Regions from separate parts of the Zea mays genome. Here region 2 is linked to region 1. A link is a contact called in public Hi-C data. All regions are on one chromosome and are shown on one strand. The core of a region is the stretch at or near the end of the contact, and the rest is flanking DNA. Distances in the headings are between cores, read along the strand shown. Region 1 holds the start of LOC103652296 (spermatogenesis-associated protein 20). Region 2 holds the start of LOC100192086.

Evidence for each region. A called contact is a pair of places that touch in the nucleus more often than the background predicts.
Region 2: a Hi-C map of root tip shows a contact between it and region 1, with 3 times the contacts expected there. The contact joins the promoter of LOC100192086 here to the promoter of LOC103652296 in region 1. A contact is called at or near these places in 3 of 25 Hi-C or Micro-C datasets (leaf, root tip and tassel).

What each region holds. Positions count from the first base shown.
Region 1 is chr3:156,235,426-156,242,636 of Zm-B73-REFERENCE-NAM-5.0, reverse strand. LOC103652296 (spermatogenesis-associated protein 20) reads left to right here and starts at 2,161. Exons shown (of 15, transcript XM_020550375.2): 1 at 2,161-2,541; 2 at 2,656-2,728; 3 at 2,970-2,991; 4 at 3,114-3,192; 5 at 3,327-3,359; 6 at 3,519-3,667; 7 at 3,742-3,898. The coding sequence starts at 2,281.
Region 2 is chr3:156,817,485-156,824,053 of Zm-B73-REFERENCE-NAM-5.0, reverse strand. It overlaps LOC100192086, which reads right to left and starts at 4,540. Exons shown (of 3, transcript NM_001137509.2): 1 at 4,104-4,540; 2 at 3,851-3,991; 3 at 3,312-3,739. The coding sequence starts at 4,487. The coding sequence ends at 3,455. LOC103650797 (esterase PIR7B) reads right to left here and starts at 6,067. Exons shown (of 2, transcript XM_008676365.3): 1 at 5,615-6,067; 2 at 4,924-5,486. The coding sequence starts at 6,055. The coding sequence ends at 5,058.

The sequences.
Region 1 (7,211 bases), core at 912-3,411:
CTTACCTTATGTAAACTAGTTCAATTCTGCACTTATATATCTACTTTGGTTTATGTTGGCATCAATCACCAAAAAGGGGGGATTGAAAGGGAAATAGGGTCAAACCTTTTCCTAAATGATTTTGGTGGTTGAATTGCCCAACACAAATAATTGGACTAACTAGTTTGCTCTAGATTATACATTCTACAGTGCCAAAGGTTCAACACAAACTAATAAAAAGAACAAGTTAGGGTTCAAAAGAAAGAAGCAAAAAGGAAACCGAAGTGTTCCCTGGTATGGCGCACCGGACTGTCCGGTGCACCAGGGGTCGTACACTCCAAACTCTTCAGCTTCGGGTTTTCCAGGCGCAGCTCCGCTATAATTCACCGGACTGTCCGGTGCACCAGCAGAGCAACGACTATCTGCGCGCAACGGTCGACTTTGACGGATGAACAGTGCAGCACAGTAACGCGACAGAAGTCAGAGCAAAAGGTCAGAGGGGCACCAGACTGTCCGGTGCCGCATGAGGACAAAGCCTCCAACGGTCGACCAGCTCTCTGCCCTAACGACAGGATGACGTGGCGGCGCACTGAACACTTTCCGGTGCGCCCATCGCCAGCAGCCTTCTCCAACGACTACAATTTGGTTGGTGGCTATAAATACCACTCCAGCCGGCCACTTCAATGTGTGGGAGCCCAAGCAACATTCCAAGTCATATAGTTGGCATATCTAAGTCCTCCCAGCCACATCTATTCATTGATCCATCCTATACGCAAGATTTAGGCCACTACAACCAACACAAGTGCCACAAAAGAGAGATCAAGCAAAAGAGAGCTACTCGTGTGAGTTTAGCACTAGCGCCTTGTGAGATTCATTGAGAGAAAGTGTGTGCTACATCTTGTGATCATTTGTGCGTGGAGTTTTGACTCCCATTGAACTTCCTTCAAAGTTTTGGAGGCTTGTAAAGCTAGCAAGAGACACCTACGAGTGTGGTGATCCTTGCGGGATCTTAAGTGATCCTTGAGAAAAAGAAGATCTCGCCATTCTTGGTGATCGGTGGAGAGAGGGAAAGGGTTGAAAAAGACCCGTCCTTAGTGGACTCCTCAACGGGGACTAGGCCTTCGAGGGCCGAACCTCGGTAAAACAAATCACCCGTGTCTCTTGTGTTTATTGCTCGTGATTTGTTTGTTTTCTCCCTTTCTAAGTTCTCTTGCGTTACTCTTTGTTAATATTATTTTATGTTGCTTCAAGTTAAATTCACATTTAGAGAAGCAACTCCATGCTAGAAAGAACTTGTGTTTCTTCTCTTCTTGTCTAAGACCTCTTGCATTATTCTTCACTAAACATTTCTAGTAGTATTGCTATTGATTAAATTCCGCACTCTTTGAAAACAATACTCGTTGCAAGTAAAGGACTTAGTTTTATACTCTGATAATTGTGAATCTTGTTCTAACCACTAATCAAGGGATCTAGTTTGGATTTAGAATTATAATTTTAGGTTTCGCCTATCCACCCCCTCTAGACGTTCATAAACAAACAGGGCCTAGCTTCTGGCTAAGTCGGCGCGGCGGTCGGGCGATGAACTATGGTCCCATGACACTACCAATCAAAATACATAGTTAGACTTTCTCCAGCAACGTTTTCTAAATTTCATCTTGTAAAGGAATATTATATGTCATTTACACCACTCTCTAAAAGAATATGTGCTCTATATCTTCTCCATCTCCAGAAATGTCTTCTAAATTTCATCATCTATATCAACAGTGTGTCCGATTTCACTTTCTACATTATTTTTTACCGATTGTGGGCACATGAATGAGACACACAACAAATAAGCACAATGTATAGAGGATGACCTCCATTTCTAGCTGACGCACACAGTCCTCCAAATTTTAGAGGACCTTTTAGAGTCTTTTGTTAAAGGAAAAAGGAGGCTGCAACCGCTATATTTTAGAGTTTAGAACCATATAAAATTCGTTGTTGGAGCTATTCTTAATCAGCTATTTCAGCTAGCAATTTGTTAGCTAGTTAGCTAGTATATTTAAATAACAACTAAATATCAAAACAGAAGTAGGACTTTTTTCTGTCCAAGTTTTTACCCTCGGCTGTATGTAGGTGAAAATCTTTTGAAATTCATTTGCTTGTTTTCCCTTATATAAGGGGAGCATAGCAGCCCACAAGGCCTACTGGCCAAGCCCAGAACAAAGTGGCGCACACACACTAGCAGCAGGCGCGCGGGCCTTGCGGACGCCAGCGTGTGCCGAGCGGAGGCAGGCAGGTGTCGCTGGGCGCGCAGCCCACATGTCCCCCGCCGCTTCCGCACCGGTCTTCTCCCACCTCGGCCCCCTCATCCCTCCTCCAACTCCAATGCTCTCCACTCTTCTCCGCCACCGCCTCACCGCCGCCGCCTCCTCCTCGTCGCCGACCCACAGCACGCCTCTCCGTCTGCGCCCCCTCGCCGCAGCCATGTCGTCGTCCGCGTCCGCGCCTCACGGCGGCCGGAAGCCGAACCGCCTCGCCGCCGAGCACAGCCCCTACCTGCTGCAGCACGCGCACAACCCGGTGAGGAGTTTGTGTCTCCTTCCCGAGCCTTCTCCTGTCTATCCGACCGATTTGATCCCGTGGATGGGATAGCAAGTATTGAGCTCTCCCTTCTGTTAATTTCGCTTGGTGCAGGTTGATTGGTACCCTTGGGGGGAAGAGGCTTTCCAGAAGGCGCGCGCCAAGGACGTCCCCATCTTCCTCTCGAGTATGAACTCTCCTGATACCATTGTGTTAGCTCAGTAGTTTTGTTGCAGCCTTGCAGGCATGTAGTGCCACCAATGTGTGACATGGTAAATTGTTTTGCTTAACCATATTATGATGGTCTTGTCAAGAGAGAACTAAGTTAAAATGGTAATCGAATTTTCTGATTCCGTTCTAGTCAACTCAAACGTTCTGTACCTAACGTTCTTATTTTGCTTCATTGCAATCCGGTTGTGTCCCACAAGTTGGCTATAGCACATGCCATTGGTGAGTTTCTGTTATTTCTTTCATCGATATTTTATATTCTTGCCATCTGTGACCTTTACTATGCACCATACGTTCGCACTAACGTAAGCTTCTGTTCATTTGGTCTGGGACTGAATTCGAAGGTGTCATGTGATGGAGGTGGAGTCCTTTGAGAATGAGGAAGTGGCAAAGTTGCTGAATGATTGGTTTGTTAGCATCAAGGTAATTTTGTTGGACCCTTAGAAAGTTATTCCGTTGTGTCTCACTCTTTAGTCTTTACCTGTCTTTGATGTGTCAAAAGCTTTACATATGCAACTTGACCATACCTCTTTCAGTCTGATTATTAATTTTGATAGGTTGACCGTGAAGAGCGCCCTGATGTTGATAAGGTAAGTTTCTTCAAGTGCTCCAATGCATCAGTTCCATTTCTAGCCGACTTACGGCTCCCTTTCCCCTTTTTCCTGTAGTTAGCTCGAAAAGGTTTCTGGGCGTGTTTGTATTGGGTGGCACACTAGGTTCTTTGTTGAATATAGCCTCACATATTTTAGGTTTATATGACATATGTATCGGCACTGCATGGTGGTGGTGGTTGGCCTCTAAGCGTCTTTTTGTCACCTGACTTGAAACCTCTGATGGGTGGTACATACTTTCCACCGGATGATAATTATGGAAGACCAGGGTTCAAGACTGTATTGAGGTATAAGCAGAAGTGCGTAGTTTCAGAAGCTATCCTTCATCCCTACTAAATATTTACTGCATACTTACCTTCAGGAAGGTCAAGGAAGCCTGGGAAACTAAACGTGAAGCGCTTGAGCGGACGGGAAATCTTGTTATCGAACAATTAAGGGACGCATTATCTGCTAAGGCTAGCTCTCAAGATGTGCCAAATGACCTAGCAGTTGTCTCTGTTGATCAATGTGTCGAAAAGGTTTGACAAGTACTCTATTGTACATTTTTGTTGGGGGTACTGTAATAAGATATTCTTCTGAACTAAGTACTACTGTACTAGTATTATTTCAGAAAATAATAATGCCTTTCAAGAGAAACAGAGTCTATGCCTCTTCTTCCTGCCCCCCCCCCCCCCTAAAAAATTTTAAAAAGAACATGCGAATTTACTGATCTCAGGAGCTAAAATGTATCTTTTTCAGTGTTGGTGGGTCCTGATTCAAGGCACCAGATAAAGTTAGCTTACCTCCTAGTTATTCAGACTTAACTAGATTCTTAGTTTATTCTTAAGCTCATGCTTTTCTTAACTAGGTACCGAACATGCTTAAATAAGAGGGGCTTGCACCGAGCAGTCATATTATTATGTATGCTACTCTGTTCTATGTTACGGATGCATTTGTGGGCAAGACTTATTAGCAGCATTGTTTGAAGAAGTTTTTAGTTTTCCCATTAAGTTTGTTTGTTTGTTATGATTTGGTTAGCTAAGGCTCTATGTAAACTATTCCAACTGATGTGATCATTAAGCAGATATAGATCACAAAGGCTCAGAGTCTCCTAGGCAGGGCAAATTAGATCTAATCTGTCTCTGTTATCCTTCCAGCCATCTAATAAAGCATCAGTTAGCCCAACCATATCATCTAGCTTCCCAGAGTTGCTTCTGCAGAGGTTCTATGACTACGCGGACATGTACTGAAGTACACACTTGTTCTTACATGAAAATATTTTGGAGAAATTTATAATCTGGTGCACAAGTACAAACTAAAAGGGTGTGTGTGTACTTGGGGGTTTCTACCCCTTTCTCTCTTCTTTAATACAAAGATATACGGTTCTCCTGCGCATTCGAGAAAAAAACTGGCATGCACTGTGCAGATGTCTTTTATGGGTGATTAGGCTTGAACAACATGCTATGAGTTTACTAGCATGGTTTTGTTCTTTTGTATGGATGGGTTCAGGATAAAATTCAAACATTACCTTATGATGGAATGGAAGTTGTTTCCATCAATTAATAACATTTGAATCAGCCACTAAAATAATAAAATGCTGATGTTTCAATGTGACCGCGTGCGGCACAAAAGAGGGCAACGGAAGAGAAACATCGACACAATCAACATCGATGAGGGAATCAAGGTGGGGAGGAATCAGCAAGGGGAAAAACATCCCCATCAAAGACAACATGACAAGAGATGATATCGAGGTGGATGAGAAGATCGAGGCACCGATACCCCTTGTGATCAGGGGAGTACCCGAGGAAAAGACAACGAGAGGATCAGGGGACAAGTTTGTGTGGAGCGATGGCGGAGGTGTTGGGATAGCAAGCGCACCCGAAGACCCGAAGGTGCTCATAGGAGGGGGTGGTGCCAAAGTGAGCAAAAAACGGGGTGGGATGGGCGACCGCCTTGAAGGGAAGATGGTTTAGGAGGTAGGTGTCGGTATTCAGCGCCTCAGCCCAGTAGCCAGCGGGGGGAGAAGCCTGAAAGAGGAGGCAACACAACATGCTGGTGGTGGTGCGAATCATGCGCTCGGCTCGGCCATTCTGAGGGGAGGTGTGAGGGCACAACATCCGAAGCTACACACCGTGGGAGAGAAAGAAGGCACGAGACGTGGAGTTATCAAACTCCTGTCCATTATCACACTGAACAACCTGTATGGTGTGACCGAACTGAGTCGGCACCTAGGCAAAGAAGTGAGAAAGACTGGGAAAGATGTTAGACTTACGGCGAAGAAGAAAGGTCCACAAGAAGTGAGAGAAGTCATCCAAAACGACCAGGTAGTACCAATACCCGGAGATGCTGGTAACAGGGGAAGTCTAGAGGTCACAATGGATGAGGTCGAAGGGACGAGTAGCTCGGGACGTGGAAGAAGAGAAGTGTAAGCGAGTGTGATGCCCCTGACAGGCATGGCAAAGCGGGGTGGCGTTGCTGCGGGGCAAGGGATGACCGAGGTGGTTGAGAGTCAAGAGAGGACGTCGTGAAGGGAGACGCACACGCGGTAGGAAGGCACGGGAACTATGAGGGATAGCTATCCCCCGGATCCTCACGAACACAAAAACACATCATGAGCTGCCTGATGGACCTCCCGATGGCTTGCCTAGCGAGACAGGCCATCAGGCCACAACAGACCGGACGAGCTCGATCTAGGAAGACGAAGACCGAACGTTTGAGTTATGCGCAGACCGAAGCACTGATATCTCGGGCGAAGAGGTTGTGCACACTTGAATGGAAGCGATTGAACTCCGGATAAGTAGGAATACATGCCGCGTTAAAGGAGGATTCAGGTAGAGTAGATAGTGATCACAACTTGTAAAGGGATAACCCTCTGGTCACCTATATAAGGCCGAGGGGGTACCCCTACGAAAACATCTCATACCATCTCTCATCTGCCACATCCTAGCCCCACCTCAAAGCTCATTAGCCCTCTTGTAGCAACCTCGCACTACTAGATCGGCAGGTGAACTCATCCTCCACCACTCAGCTCATTTGTAATCCATAAACACCAGTGCAATTCCAAATATAGCCTCAACTGGACGCATTCTAGCGTCCCGAACCTGTATAAATCCTCGTGTAATCCGACGTGCTCCCGCACATACCATCGAGTCGCAGTCAACGACGCCGTCCTGCTCAAAAGCATCATGTGGGGAACCCCGTGGTGCGCAGTCGGGTCATAAACACCGACAGGAACCACATCGGAGTGAAGGACGTGCGTTGAGGGCATGACAGAAGCGTGCCCAGGAAGCCGCTCTGGTGCATGAAAAGGGAGAGGACCACCGGCGGCGAGAGGAAGAGCAATGTCGGCACTCGCGGGAACAAGACGCTGAGCAACCGGCGGGAGGGGGTGGTGGTTGCGCGACGGTCACAACATGGAGCCTGCGGGCGATGAAGGGCCCCCGTCCGCGGTGGCGAGCCCGACAGAGATGGATGTGCTGGGGAGGGTGGTATAGCTGGCGGAGAGGAGACCGTCGGCGGTGGATGAGGCGCCATCCGCGCGAGAGGGCTGCGCAACAACAAAGGGCACGGGAAGGGGAGGTGGCTGCGCGGTGGCAGGCGACACGCCGTGCAGAGAAGAGGCGGCGCTCAGAAGGGCGCGCGTGGCTGCCGCAGTGAAGGCAGCAGGGAGCAGCGGCGTCAGCGTGCAGGGACCCGCGCCCGGCGGTGGGAGAGGCACGGCACGACATCGGTAGGGGGAGGAGGCGCGATGGGGGGCATGAAGGCCGCCGCGGTCGAGGGCACGGTTGGGGGGGGGGGGGCGCCGCCGTCGAGAAAACAGCTGCGCGTCGGGGAGTCGACGCGGCCGCACCG
Region 2 (6,569 bases), core at 3,291-5,790, 580 kb before region 1:
AACAACACATTGGTCACTAGATCTAGATAACTGGACACTAATAAACAAACTGACAACTGACAGGTGATAGCTGCAAAAGTTTGGACCGAGCCTTGAGCCGGCTCGCGAGCCTCACCGAGCCGGCTCGGCTCGGCTCGTTAGTGTAGCGAGCCATGGAATTAGGCTCGGCTCGGGCTCGTTTAGGCTCGCGAGCCTCACCGAGCCGAGCCGAGCCTGATCGAGCCCGAGCCGGCTCGCGAGCCTCGAGCTTTTTTTCCAGCCCTAGTCATCTCTGCTCTGCGCCTCTGCGATTAGTGGGATCAGGACGACTTGCTCACAATATCACTTAAATTGGAGGAGGAACCGAGGAAGAGGTGAAACATCCTTGTCTTGTTACCAGGTGCCACAGGAAAAAAAAAACCATGCTAGTGGTTGTTTGTCTGGACTCTAGAGAGAGCAAAAAATCTAGGATTATGAGCCTGTTGAATGTAATTTTCAAAAGCAGATGATTCAACAAAGCAAATACACAGATCAAGCCTATATATCAAACCACACATCTAAGACCTAGCAACATCAACATTGTACTCCCACAATCTAGGACAACCATTAAGATTAAACTCAGGGACTAGGCAAAGGCAGTTCTGCCATGCTTCAGTTTGCATGCATTTCTATGATGATTAAGATGATAAGTGCCACCAGATGATTTAGCAGACAAAACACACTTGTAAACTTTGCACTAGCATGACACCTTACCCTCACACCCTCAACAGCCTTATATATCTTGTCAAAGTCATTCACGACTACAAACACAGAACAATAAGACACTACATTATGGTTCAAACACAGATCACAAGCACAAATCACAAGAACAAGCACCAGATTAAGAACTTACCAAAGTCGGAGCACTAGATCGGTCCCTCATGGCTACAAACACATAACAAGAAGGCACTAGATTAGGGTTTGAACATAGATCACAAGAACAAGCACCCGATTAAGAACTTACCAAAGTCGGAGCACTAGATCGGTCCCTCACGACTACAAACACAGAACAAGAAGGCACTAGATTAGGGAGCACAAACACAGACCACAAGCACATGCATAAGATTAGGAGCTCACCAAAGCCAGAGCACCAGATCGTTCCTTCACAGCTACGAACATAGAACAAGAAGGCACTAGATTAGGGTTCGAACATAGATCGGTCCTTCATGGCTATGAACACAGAACAGAAGACACTAGATTAGGGTTCGTCGGTTCAACCACAGATATAGAGGCGACAAACACAAATCACAAGAACAAGCAAATGATAGCAACTTACCAAAGCCAGATCAACAGATCGGTCCCTTATAGCTACAAAAATAGTTAAATGATGAACTATATTAGGGTTTGGAACACAGATCACAAGCACAACTGCACAAGCACAAACACAGATCACAAGCACAAGCACCGTATTAACAACCTACCAAAGCCGAAGCACCATATCCAACCCCGACGGCTCGATGATTAGGGTTAAAACACGATTAGGCATCGGTACAGGGAGAGCCGTAGAGGATCAGCGCAACCGAAGTTGGAGGGAGACTGGAAGAAGAACAAAAGTTGGAGATCAGAGCACCAAACTTAGGGATTCGAACCAGAACCAGAGGCGGCGCGAGCAAGAGAGCACCACCAGAGGAACAAACTTACTGTCTTACCTAAGCTAGAGGCCCAGAGCACCGGATGAGGCGGTAGAGAGGCGGCGAGGGAGGCGGCGGAGGTGGCTAGGGAGGCGGCGCTTTCCAAATCGCTAGAGGGTTCGGGCGAGACAGAGTGAGAGAGGAGGCGGGGATGGGGTGCGGGGGCTGGGCCGCAGGGGGGTATGTGTTTATGGATGCCGTGCCTAACCGTTCTTTAACCCTAATTGGCTCGTGCCCATGTCGGCCCAACGTGTCCCCTCGCCAGCCCAAGCACGACACTAGGGGTCGGGCCGTGCCAGCACGGGCCGCCACCGATCATGCCATGCCGTGCTTGGGCACTATAGGCCATGCCGTGCCCCGTGCCGTCCCGGTTAACCAGGCACTGTTGGCCATCTACAAATGCATGCATCGATTTGGAGGCTGCTGGAAAGGGGCAGTTGTCGTCGTCATTGTTCCACGGACAGAGCGACACTTTTAAGGGATGCAAACCCTTAAATTTCTAGAGTCTATCTTAGGCCGTGTTTAACATATCGATATGTCGATACCAATCGATCCAATTCTAAGGCTATCTTCAGCAGATCCCCTATCTCATCATCTATCTCATCCCCTATTTCAAACTCCACTCAACAAATAGTGTCATCTACAGTTTCGTGTCTCCTATTTTACCCTATCTACTAGAGACAGTCTAACAGTAGACGATTGACCTATTGGTTAGTCAGTTCTGTCGATACCGAACACATTAGAGTTGGATTGGTCGGTACCGACTTGCACACAGGAAAATCGACCAATACCGATCCAAACCAGTTGTATCGACCGTCTGCTACCACATGTTGTTTTCTGATTTGTCCACACTATTTTGAAGTCTAAAAATCCATTTTTTAAAAAAATCTTGGAATCCAACCTATAAATAGAGAGATGTTTAATTCATTAATACCCCTCATCTCCAATTTGCTCTTGCTGCTATTATTTCACTTCTTCCACTCTTTTCGCTCGACTAAACCATCATAGCCATATCTTCCTCAGGTTCGGACGTTGATATGACCGAATACAAGGTACTCGATATGATGCATTAAATTATGATGGGTGCGACGATAAAGCTTGACTACTCGATATGATGCATTAAATTATGATGGGTGCGACGATAAAGCTTGACTCTTGATTTTCAACGAGGAGAAAAATGATGCCCCATTAGGGCATGTATAACCCTAAGACGGTGGAACGATTTTTTAAGTACATGAGACAATAAAGAAACTACATGGTATAACCCTCTGAATCATAAATAAAGTTAAGAGACAATGTGTATGAAGAATCGTATAAAAAGGCCGTCTCTTGAATTTTTTTTTCAATTAACCCACTAGAGACTCTTTAAGAGACCACCTGATAAATGGGGTTGTACTTATTCACGCCCTTAGAGCTACATCGTCGAGAATCGTAAAGCTTTTCATGTCCGGTTGATGTAAGTTTGCTTAGTGAACGGTACTTGATATAGTTAGGCACGCAGTGTTGAACCCCTAAGACAACTAGGATAGATATATCATGATGTTTTTGTTAGGTTATATCCAACATATCGTTTATATAGTCGTGTAAAACATAATTTTGCACCGTAAATTGAGTAGACTTTGAAATTAAAGATGATGAATATGCTGATAGAAATAGCCTTATACCTTAGAAAGTTACAACTGCATTGGATACAAAATCTAGTCTTATTTCATCGTGTTACTTCAAACTTCCGTCTCCATTTGTTCATCTGAAACAAGCGTACCTGAACAACCATTTTGCTGATAGCCATTTACATGATACAAGTTTCAGCTGTACTTGTTGGCAACCTCCATGAGAAGTTCTGACAGCTCCCCTGGTTTCGAGAGCATGGACATATGGTCGGCTCCCTGCAACCCCGTCACCTCCGTGCCGGGGTTCCACGACGCCATCCGCCGCTGGAAGCCTGCCGGCACTGACGCGTCGTCCTCGGCGACGACGCACACCCGCCTCACGCCGCCGTACCGTTCCGCCGTCAGGATACCCCCCTTCATCGTCGCGTCGTCTCGGAACCGCTGTGACGGCCTCACCATCGCCATTGCCAGGGTCAAGTCCTACGTTGCGCGCGCCAGAGGAAGCAACACACGTCAGATGGTGACGCCCGCGTCACCGCGTGTGTGGCTCAGGAACTAGTGGGCTAGTGGCCATTGTCCGTTGTCACCTACCTCTGGGGGACTGAGCTGGTACAGTCTCTGCTTCAGGTACTGTGGCCCGAACCGAAATGTCTCCACGGGACGCTGGGGGTCGCCGCTGGTTTCGAATTCGCAGTCCATGTAGCGGTCCGCTGGGTACTCTTCTTGCAAAAACTAGAGTCCATCGATCACGAAATCATGGTTAAAAATAAAATTTGACCCCTTCCTGCCCTTTTCGACGAAACGATCACGCAACGCAACCCTCGGGTCTCGGATTTCCGCTTACCTGCTCGAAGACGAACGCCATCGGCTTCCCAGCGGAGGGCATGCCGGTCGCGACGAAGACGGCGACGGCGACCCTGTCCGGGTACTGCTCCATGGCCAGCGCGAGGCTGACCCCGCCGAAGCTGTGGCCGACGAGGACCACCTTCTCCTCGGGCGCCAGGCCGGCCACCGTGGCCAGGAGCGGCCGGCTGTACTCCTCAAAGGACGGCACCTCCTCGGCGCGCCCGGGGCTGGCGCCGCACGCGGCCATGTCCAGCGCCGTCACGCGGTGGCCCGCGGATGACAGGAGTGTGGCCACCTTGTACCAGCACCACGCGCCGTGGCAGGTGCCGTGCACCAGCACGAAGTGGTGCCGCCGCCGCCGCCGCTCCGTGCCGCTCTCCATGGTCCTCTGTCCTCTGCGGTTGGTGGGATCAGGACGCAAGCACACTTCGATCGGAGGAGGAAGAGACAAAATATCCTTGCCTTGTAGTAACTAGTTTTCTTTTTGAGACACTTATCTTGCCATTGGTCCGACCTTCTTTCGCCTTCTACTTCTGCGTCACTACCTTCATATTTTGCTCTAACAATTTTAAACTACGGTTAAAAGGTCTAAACTACCCTCAGATTTAAATATTTCATAATTTTTTTGAGTGTTTGAGTTAGTGCAAAGCCCTAGGCAGCTGACTTTCATCTAGACCTTGCACCAATGTCTTAATGATTCAATACTTTTATACTTAGATATAATTCTTGAACGTGCATATATAAGCCTCAATGATTGAAGACTTCTATACTTACACTATTTCCAGCAGGTCTTCTATAATATAAGCAGCTTTAACGTGTAATTCGAAATAACCCGAGTCATTTTATTTATTCAATAATATAAGCAGTGTTCATGACATATACAGGTGCTACTAGTAGTGTAATACTACACTACAAGCTGCAACAATAGTCGTCGTCGTCAATCGTCATGTTCTCAGCCGCATCTGCTGGCTACCCGTCCAAGGACGTCGCAGAGTTCCCCAGGCTTGGAGTTCATGACGGCGTGGTCGGCGCCAGCGATCTCGTGGACCTCCGTGCCAGGGCTCATGGCCACCATCCAGCGCTGCATCTCCTCGGTGCTGGAGCAGTCGGCATTGGCCACCACGAACACCTTCCTGACGGACCCGTAGTTGGCGGCCGTGAGCAGCGCCGCGTCCTTCATCAGCGGGTCGTCCATGAACTGGTTGCCGGGCCTCACCAGCAGCTTCGCCAGGGTCAGGTCCTCCGCGGGGCTCTCCTGGTAGTACTTCTCCTCCATATACCTTGGACCCATCACGATCGCTGTCCCTTGCTGCCCCACGCCGGGGATGGGCACCTGTTGGCAGTCCATGAGCAGCCCTTCGGAAGCATTCCTTCTCATGAACTGCGGTCATCGCAAAAGATGGAGTTTTTTTTTAAAAAAGACTTAGACATATATATTTGTGAGTTGAAACTTGAAACAATGGCTGTGGTGCATCCGTGCATGTGCGTGAGCCGTGAGGTGTGTACGACCTCGTCGAGGGTGACACCCAAGTGCTTGCCGACGCACGGCAGCGCGGCGGCCACGAACACGGCGGTGGCGACCTTGCTAGGGAACCTCTCCATGGCGAGCGCGAGGCTGACGCCGCCGTGGCTGTGGCCGACGAGGACAAGCCTGTCGCCGTCGGGGGCCGCGGCGACCGCGTCCAGCAGTGGGCGCGAGTAGTCCTCCAGGGAGCGCACCTCGTGCAGGCGCGCCGGGTGCGCGCCCGCCGCTGCCAGGTCCAGCGCCGTCACGCGGTGGCCGGCGGATTCCAGCGCGGTGGCCACCTTGTACCAGCACCACGCGCCGTGGCAGAGGCCGTGCACCAGCACGAAGTGCCTGCCGCCGCCGACTACTTCCATTATTGCTGCTAGCTGTGCCCTGTGCGTGCAGCGGCGTGGAGAGTTTGTGATCGATTGCCCCGGCATCATGTTTATATAGAGGCAGTGAGGCACACACGGTGGTGATTGCCACTGCTTCTGCTTCAAGTTGATCATCGGCCATCCTTCCTTGTGCTGCAAGAAGCAAGTGTTGACTCAATTCCTGGCTGCTGGTTTCGTTTACTGGATAATGGAACAGTTCTGAACTTGAGTTGATAATGCGCGAATTCATTAATTGAGGGATACCTTTGGTCATGGAGAAAAATACTCGCGCCATTACAAATTTAAGCTGACTTTTTTTTTGGATACAAATAGTCGAGGAAGCTAAATAGACATTTTCCCTTTTGTTAAGCTAAATACTCGCTCATATTGTCGACATGATTCTCTCAGCTCGTTCTTTGTCCTAGCATTGTCGGGGTCGGGGGCCAACGGAGGGCATATGGATGGTAATGTCTCCATTCCAAACATTATGCTTCACAAGAATGCCATCCGAAAGATTTGTTTCATACAAAAGGTACTTCAAACATATTCTAATTGGTTATACTATTAACCATGTATTCTTACT